Linked DNA regions of Mus musculus: region 2 is linked to region 1. The links are chromatin contacts, called in public HiChIP or PLAC-seq maps. All regions are on one chromosome and are shown on one strand. The core of a region is the stretch at or near the end of the contact, and the rest is flanking DNA. Distances in the headings are between cores, read along the strand shown. Region 1 holds the start of Olig3 (oligodendrocyte transcription factor 3). Region 2 has its middle 25 kb from the start of Gm40607.

The links. HiChIP or PLAC-seq counts read pairs in DNA pulled down with a chosen protein or histone mark.
Region 2: a contact with region 1 is called in a BATF HiChIP or PLAC-seq map of CD8 T cells, with 7 read pairs. The contact joins the enhancer-like site here to the promoter of Olig3 in region 1. A contact is called at or near these places in 1 of 39 promoter capture datasets (the 3T3-L1 cell line), 1 of 484 Hi-C or Micro-C datasets (embryonic fibroblasts), 2 of 115 datasets of contacts at active chromatin or transcription factors (CD8 T cells and embryonic hindbrain) and 4 of 9 other capture datasets (adipose tissue, embryonic stem cells, liver and 1 more).

What each region holds. Positions count from the first base shown.
Region 1 is chr10:19,355,097-19,357,796 of GRCm38.p6, forward strand. Olig3 (oligodendrocyte transcription factor 3) reads left to right here and starts at 1,443. Exons shown (of 1, transcript NM_053008.3): 1 at 1,443-2,700. The coding sequence starts at 1,533. The coding sequence ends at 2,354.
Region 2 is chr10:19,267,215-19,269,994 of GRCm38.p6, forward strand. No RefSeq gene overlaps it. Among named protein-coding and RNA genes, the nearest start is that of Gm40607, 25 kb to the left of the region's middle. Within about 2 kb of position 1,422, at least 23 of the 459 cell types and tissues checked have an H3K27ac peak or open chromatin away from gene starts, as enhancers often do. A contact at or near this core is called in CD8 T cells, where this site is marked.

The sequences.
Region 1 (2,700 bases), core at 193-2,692:
TTCCTGCCTCTGGTGCTAAAGAGCAATTTTTGATTGACAAAAACATCGAAAAGGAATGGGGGCGGGAGCAGGGATGTCTGTGCCCAGTTATGAACTTGCATCTATGGAACACAGCAAACTCCAGGTCTGTTTATCCTCAGAGCCACGGCTTTGTAACAAGCCCGCAGACAGGTATCTCCAGGTCCTGTGCACACACATACACACACACATGCACACGCACACACACCACACACTTGATTTTACCCTGAACTCCCGCTCTGCTCAGCTGCCGCTCCAGGTGGTCTGGTGCTAAACTCTGGATGCTCTCAGCTTTCACCCTGAGGCCAAAGACTGCCTTCATCCCATCCCAACACACAGTGGAACTTGAGGCGAAGAAGGCAGTTAGCTACCCCATTTGGGAAGCTGGAACCCCAAAGATCTGTACCGAGCTCTTGAGATTCGTTTCAATCCCTAACTCTCCCATTTTTCTTCACCCTTTTCTCTCCCCAAATTTTCTTCCTAAATTGATTTTCATATAACATTGGGGGTTTTGTCTCTCCTCCCTCAGTTCTATAGCTAAGAAGTTAAAGAAATGTACAAAACCAAAATTATTTCAATTCGCTATTTTTAACGCAAAAGAAGACTTCTCCACAGTAGCATCAAAGGCAAAAACGCATTGCCAAATGGGCACATGTTTTTTTTTTTTTTTTAATTTACCGGAAAGGGCAAATAAACAAAATTAACTGAATTTAGAGAAAATGTACCAGTGAATAACAACTTCAGTCAGCAAAGTCTCCAAGTCTCCCTGGTTGAACCTGCCCCGTTTTGGCTCCGGTATCCGGCTTTCTATTGAGACCTTGTTTTGCCCACATTTCTGTAAACTAGATAGAGAACAACCCATATCTTCTAAGTCCAAAGTAACGTCGTAGGCTGATCTTCCAGGCAACTTCTGTTCCTTCCCTTCATTTTAAGTGTAAGATTTGGTTAAAAGAAATAGAATGAGGGGAGTGGCACAGAAGAAAGTTTTTAAAGAACAAAACAACAACAAAAACAAGAAGTCCAGTGCATCCGCGGTGAGTGTGTCAATCAAAGGGTTTTGTGCCTGGGGGCTCCTTGTGGTTCCAAGCAGAGGTGTCCCAGGGCGGCCCCACAATGAATATGAATAGGAATCCTTGCTAACTGGGACAGCAAAGCGCACCGCCCTGAATGATGATGGCACGTCATCTTAACCAGCCCAGGATAGATAGGAGGGCTCCTTTTGTCTCTTTTCTCCACTGCAGCGCTATAAAAGCCCCTCTTTTACTGCAAGAGGTTAGTTCAGGCACACACCAATGTGCAGTGCAGGAAACAGCTAAACCAGAGATAGCGAAGCAAGCCAGGAGAGAGAGAGAGGCGGGGCAAGGCAGGGCCTTGACTTTTCTTCTCTGGTTTTACAACTGGGGAAGTGGGTTCCTGGACCTTGCTTTTTTTTTTTTTTTTTTTTTAATTCAAGATTCTCTTTAATTTCCTGCCTAAAGGCTCCTCAACCATAAGGCCGCATCTCTTGTAATAAAATGAATTCTGATTCGAGCTCTGTCTCCAGCAGAGCGTCATCTCCGGACATGGATGAGATGTACCTAAGAGACCACCACCACCGCCACCACCACCACCATCAGGAGAGTCGTCTGAACTCGGTCTCCTCCACACAGGGCGATATGGTCCAGAAGATGCCAGGGGAAAGCCTCTCGAGGGCAGGCGCCAAGGCTGCAGGAGAAAGCAGCAAGTACAAAATCAAGAAGCAGCTGTCGGAGCAGGATCTTCAGCAGTTGCGGCTGAAGATCAACGGACGCGAACGCAAGAGGATGCACGACCTGAACCTCGCCATGGATGGTCTGCGCGAGGTCATGCCCTACGCTCACGGGCCCTCGGTGCGCAAGCTCTCCAAGATCGCCACTCTGCTTCTGGCCAGAAACTACATCCTCATGCTCACCAGCTCCCTGGAGGAGATGAAGAGGTTGGTTGGAGAGATCTACGGGGGACACCACTCGGCCTTCCACTGTGGGACTGTGGGGCATTCGGCCGGCCACCCGGCACACGCAGCCAACGCTGTGCACCCGGTGCACCCTATCCTGGGCGGCGCGCTCTCCTCTGGCAATGCCTCGTCCCCTCTGTCCGCGACCTCCCTGCCGACCATTGGCACCATCCGTCCTCCCCACTCACTGCTCAAGGCGCCCTCCACGCCGCCCGCGCTACAATTGGGCAGCGGCTTCCAGCACTGGGCGGGGCTGCCCTGTCCCTGCACCATCTGCCAGATGCCACCACCGCCGCACCTGTCCGCTCTCTCCACCGCCAACATGGCCCGGCTTTCGGCTGAATCCAAGGACTTGCTCAAGTGAGCCACGGGCTGGCCCGGCCGGGAGGAGGAAGGGAGAGCTGAGGCAGGGGTCGCAGTGCCGGGCCAGGAGGGAAAGGGAGACTGCTCGGCCTGCGGGAGGGTGGGCGCGCGGCCCCAGGCCTCGCCAGCGCCCTACAGATCCAGATTCCAGTTGACCCACCCCAGCGGGGCGTGCCAAAACCAAACTGGAATACCTAGGTGTTAGCGAAGGGGACTGGAACCCGAAGTCCTGTTTTGCATGCATGCTTCTTTCCCTCATGCCACGCCAGTATTTCTCACTGTGGTATGCTCTTGTCAAAACTGCATTTGTTGTTTAACGATGGGATCAGTGGAGTTTAAAACTTGCA
Region 2 (2,780 bases), core at 172-2,671, 88 kb before region 1:
TCCTTTGCAGAAAGTTTGCTGAACTTATGGAGGAGTCCTAGTTAAACCGTTATCAATAGCATGCTTGTATTAAGCCTGATCAGGAGAAGTGACGTTGTGAGTTCCATATAAAACAAGCACTAAGTGAGTTTGTAAAGGAGACTTTGCTCCAAAAGGAATTACCACCCCATCTACTAAGGCCACTTATTATAAACACAGCCCTGAGAAGATGGCTGGATAAAGAAAGACCTGTGCCTTGTACATTAGGCAAACCCGAGCATGCCATTCAGGGCCCACCCCAAGGACTTCTGGAAAATAGCTCTTCCAACAATAGCTTTGTGGTATTTGTGAGGGCAAGTTAGATAAGAGAGAGAGAGACAGAGAGAGAGAGAGAGAGAGAGAGAGAGAGAGAGAGAGAGAGAGAGAGAGAGAGCCTAAAATGTCGCTTCTGGTATTCAGAGGATTCAGTTGTCAAAACCAGCTTCATACCTGAGACCGAAATTACAAACAAAGCAGGCAAAAAAGGTTGAGCGCTGCTTCCAGCTTCTATTATATAAGAAAACACCAGAGGAGAGGAAAAGATAAAGTTACCACGAGCCAGTTCACAGTGTGGTGTGTACTCTCATGTCTGCCCTTGAGAAAAAAGGTCCGTGCTAGTTACTTGACAAATCCCACTAAAACTCTTAAGGGTTTATCATACCATAGGAAATTCAGATAGGCTCTCTTAGGAGATTTTAAAGTTTGATCAAAAAAAATTCATTGAAATTGTTTTAATTTTAAAATTAAAAGCAAATACTGAATGTAAGACTTCTAGTCTAAGTACCATAAGATCAATTTGGAGTGAACAACAGAATAATGATGGTGGACTTTCTGGTATCTTATCTTTTTTACTGTTTGAGGGGTCTTTGTGATAATGATTCATACAGGAAGATTCATATCTTACTCATGAGTCATTCATTCGTATGAATAACTCCCTGGCTCACACCTGCACCTACTGAAAAGGAAGGAGAAAGTCCCCTCCCCCATCCCTGTGCCTGTAAACAATCAGGAAGTGGGCTAGGACCTGAAATTCTGCTCAGGAGGACTCCAAACCCAGAGGGCATCTGCAGCGTTGCTAGAGTTGATTGTCGCTTTGGAGAAAGGTTGTGGTTAGTAATGATGGTGGTGGTGCTTGGTGAAGGGGAAGTAACTGGTCTTCCGGGAAGACTTAGCATATTTACAAACAGGGAGAGGGTGGGTGTTTTGTTTTGTTTTGTTTTGTTTTGTTTTGTTTTGTTTTGTTTTGTTTTTCTGATTCTTATAGGTATCATGATTCCTTCTTATTCTCCAAGAAGTGTATTTTATCTTGTCTTGCATCATCTGGTTAGCCACAGACGTCATGAGTTGTTTTCCTCTGGCCCAATCATGTGGCTCAGTATTAGAGGGCTTGCTTGCTAAAGCACCATTCCTAGTTAACGTGAACTGAATCTGTATCTGTTGCTTGTAGTCAATGAACCTGACTAAGAGAGAGCCTCTACACAGTGCCTGAGAACGGTCTCCTTTTAACTCTACCAGTTCTACTTGACTGCGTGAGATCGTAAACGGTATCTACCCAGTCCCAATCTCAGGCCTTCCTTACTTTGAATATTTCATAAATATGTTTTAGAACATTCATATATTAGCATATAGATAGAGAAGCACTCCCACTCTGCTAATGTGTAAAAATGAGCAATGCTTTATATAGAAAGTAATTCATAAGGCTAATATGAGTATTATCCTGCAGAAGATCTCCAAGCTCAAGTTCAAATTGTATGTTTTCATTATTATTTCACACTAATGATACTCTTTGTGGACTATGATGATCACTGTTTTGTTTTGTTTTGTTTTGTTTTGTTTTTTCCCCTCTTAGCGCTGATTCTCTCTAGTCACAACTTAACTTCTTGGTTTGTGCACCTATCTCCTTGGACAGTGACATGGGCATAATCCAAATGTACATGGGATACATGAGAGAACAAATGTAGCTCAGATGTGTGGAGTATAGCAGGAGCTTGTATAAAGACTATTAATTTTGCATGGAGTAGGTTGGGGCATTCAGAATCTATTATAGGAAACAAAAGGCTATAAAAGCCAGTTTCTGTTCAGAGACTATAGTGCTGATATCAATACCCAATATGGACTAAGACAACTAACACTGGGCATGGGGGAGCCATAAGACAGCACAAAATGACAGACATTGGCTGTTTAGGAAACCTAAAAGTAAACAGTAATGCAATCTGTCATGTGACATATCTCTGACAAAATGTCACTTTTGTGTAATTCTGTATAAACATGGCTTTGAGGTAAAAAGGTTGGGCCCTTCATATCTGTCAGCCTTTGTTGTCCCTACCTCATTGAGCCAATGTGCCAGTCACTGTGTGTAATCATGCTTACCTATATGAGCCAACTTGTGCTTGGTCTGCTGGCATCTGCCTGCTTAGTGCTGTGTGCTATGAATAATGTATGTCCTAACTGTCTACAATTCCTTAGATCCCCTTCAGCCTCCGTTCATCCCTCCCACAACCCTTCTTCATTGTTGGTTTTGAAGGTTGGACCTCACACTGCTCCATAGTTGAAGTACACATTGGAGTTGGGGTAGGGCAGGGTTCTAGTAGCATGAGATAGATTTGTTGAAGAAAAAAGAACTTGTAAAAGAACAAATTAAAACATGTGACATATAGATGCCAACAGGGTGGGGGAGCATGGGAATAAATATACACAATGATAAGAATCTGTATTTCATTATAAGACGTTTGAAAGGAGTTCCACATTTAGGCAGGATACAA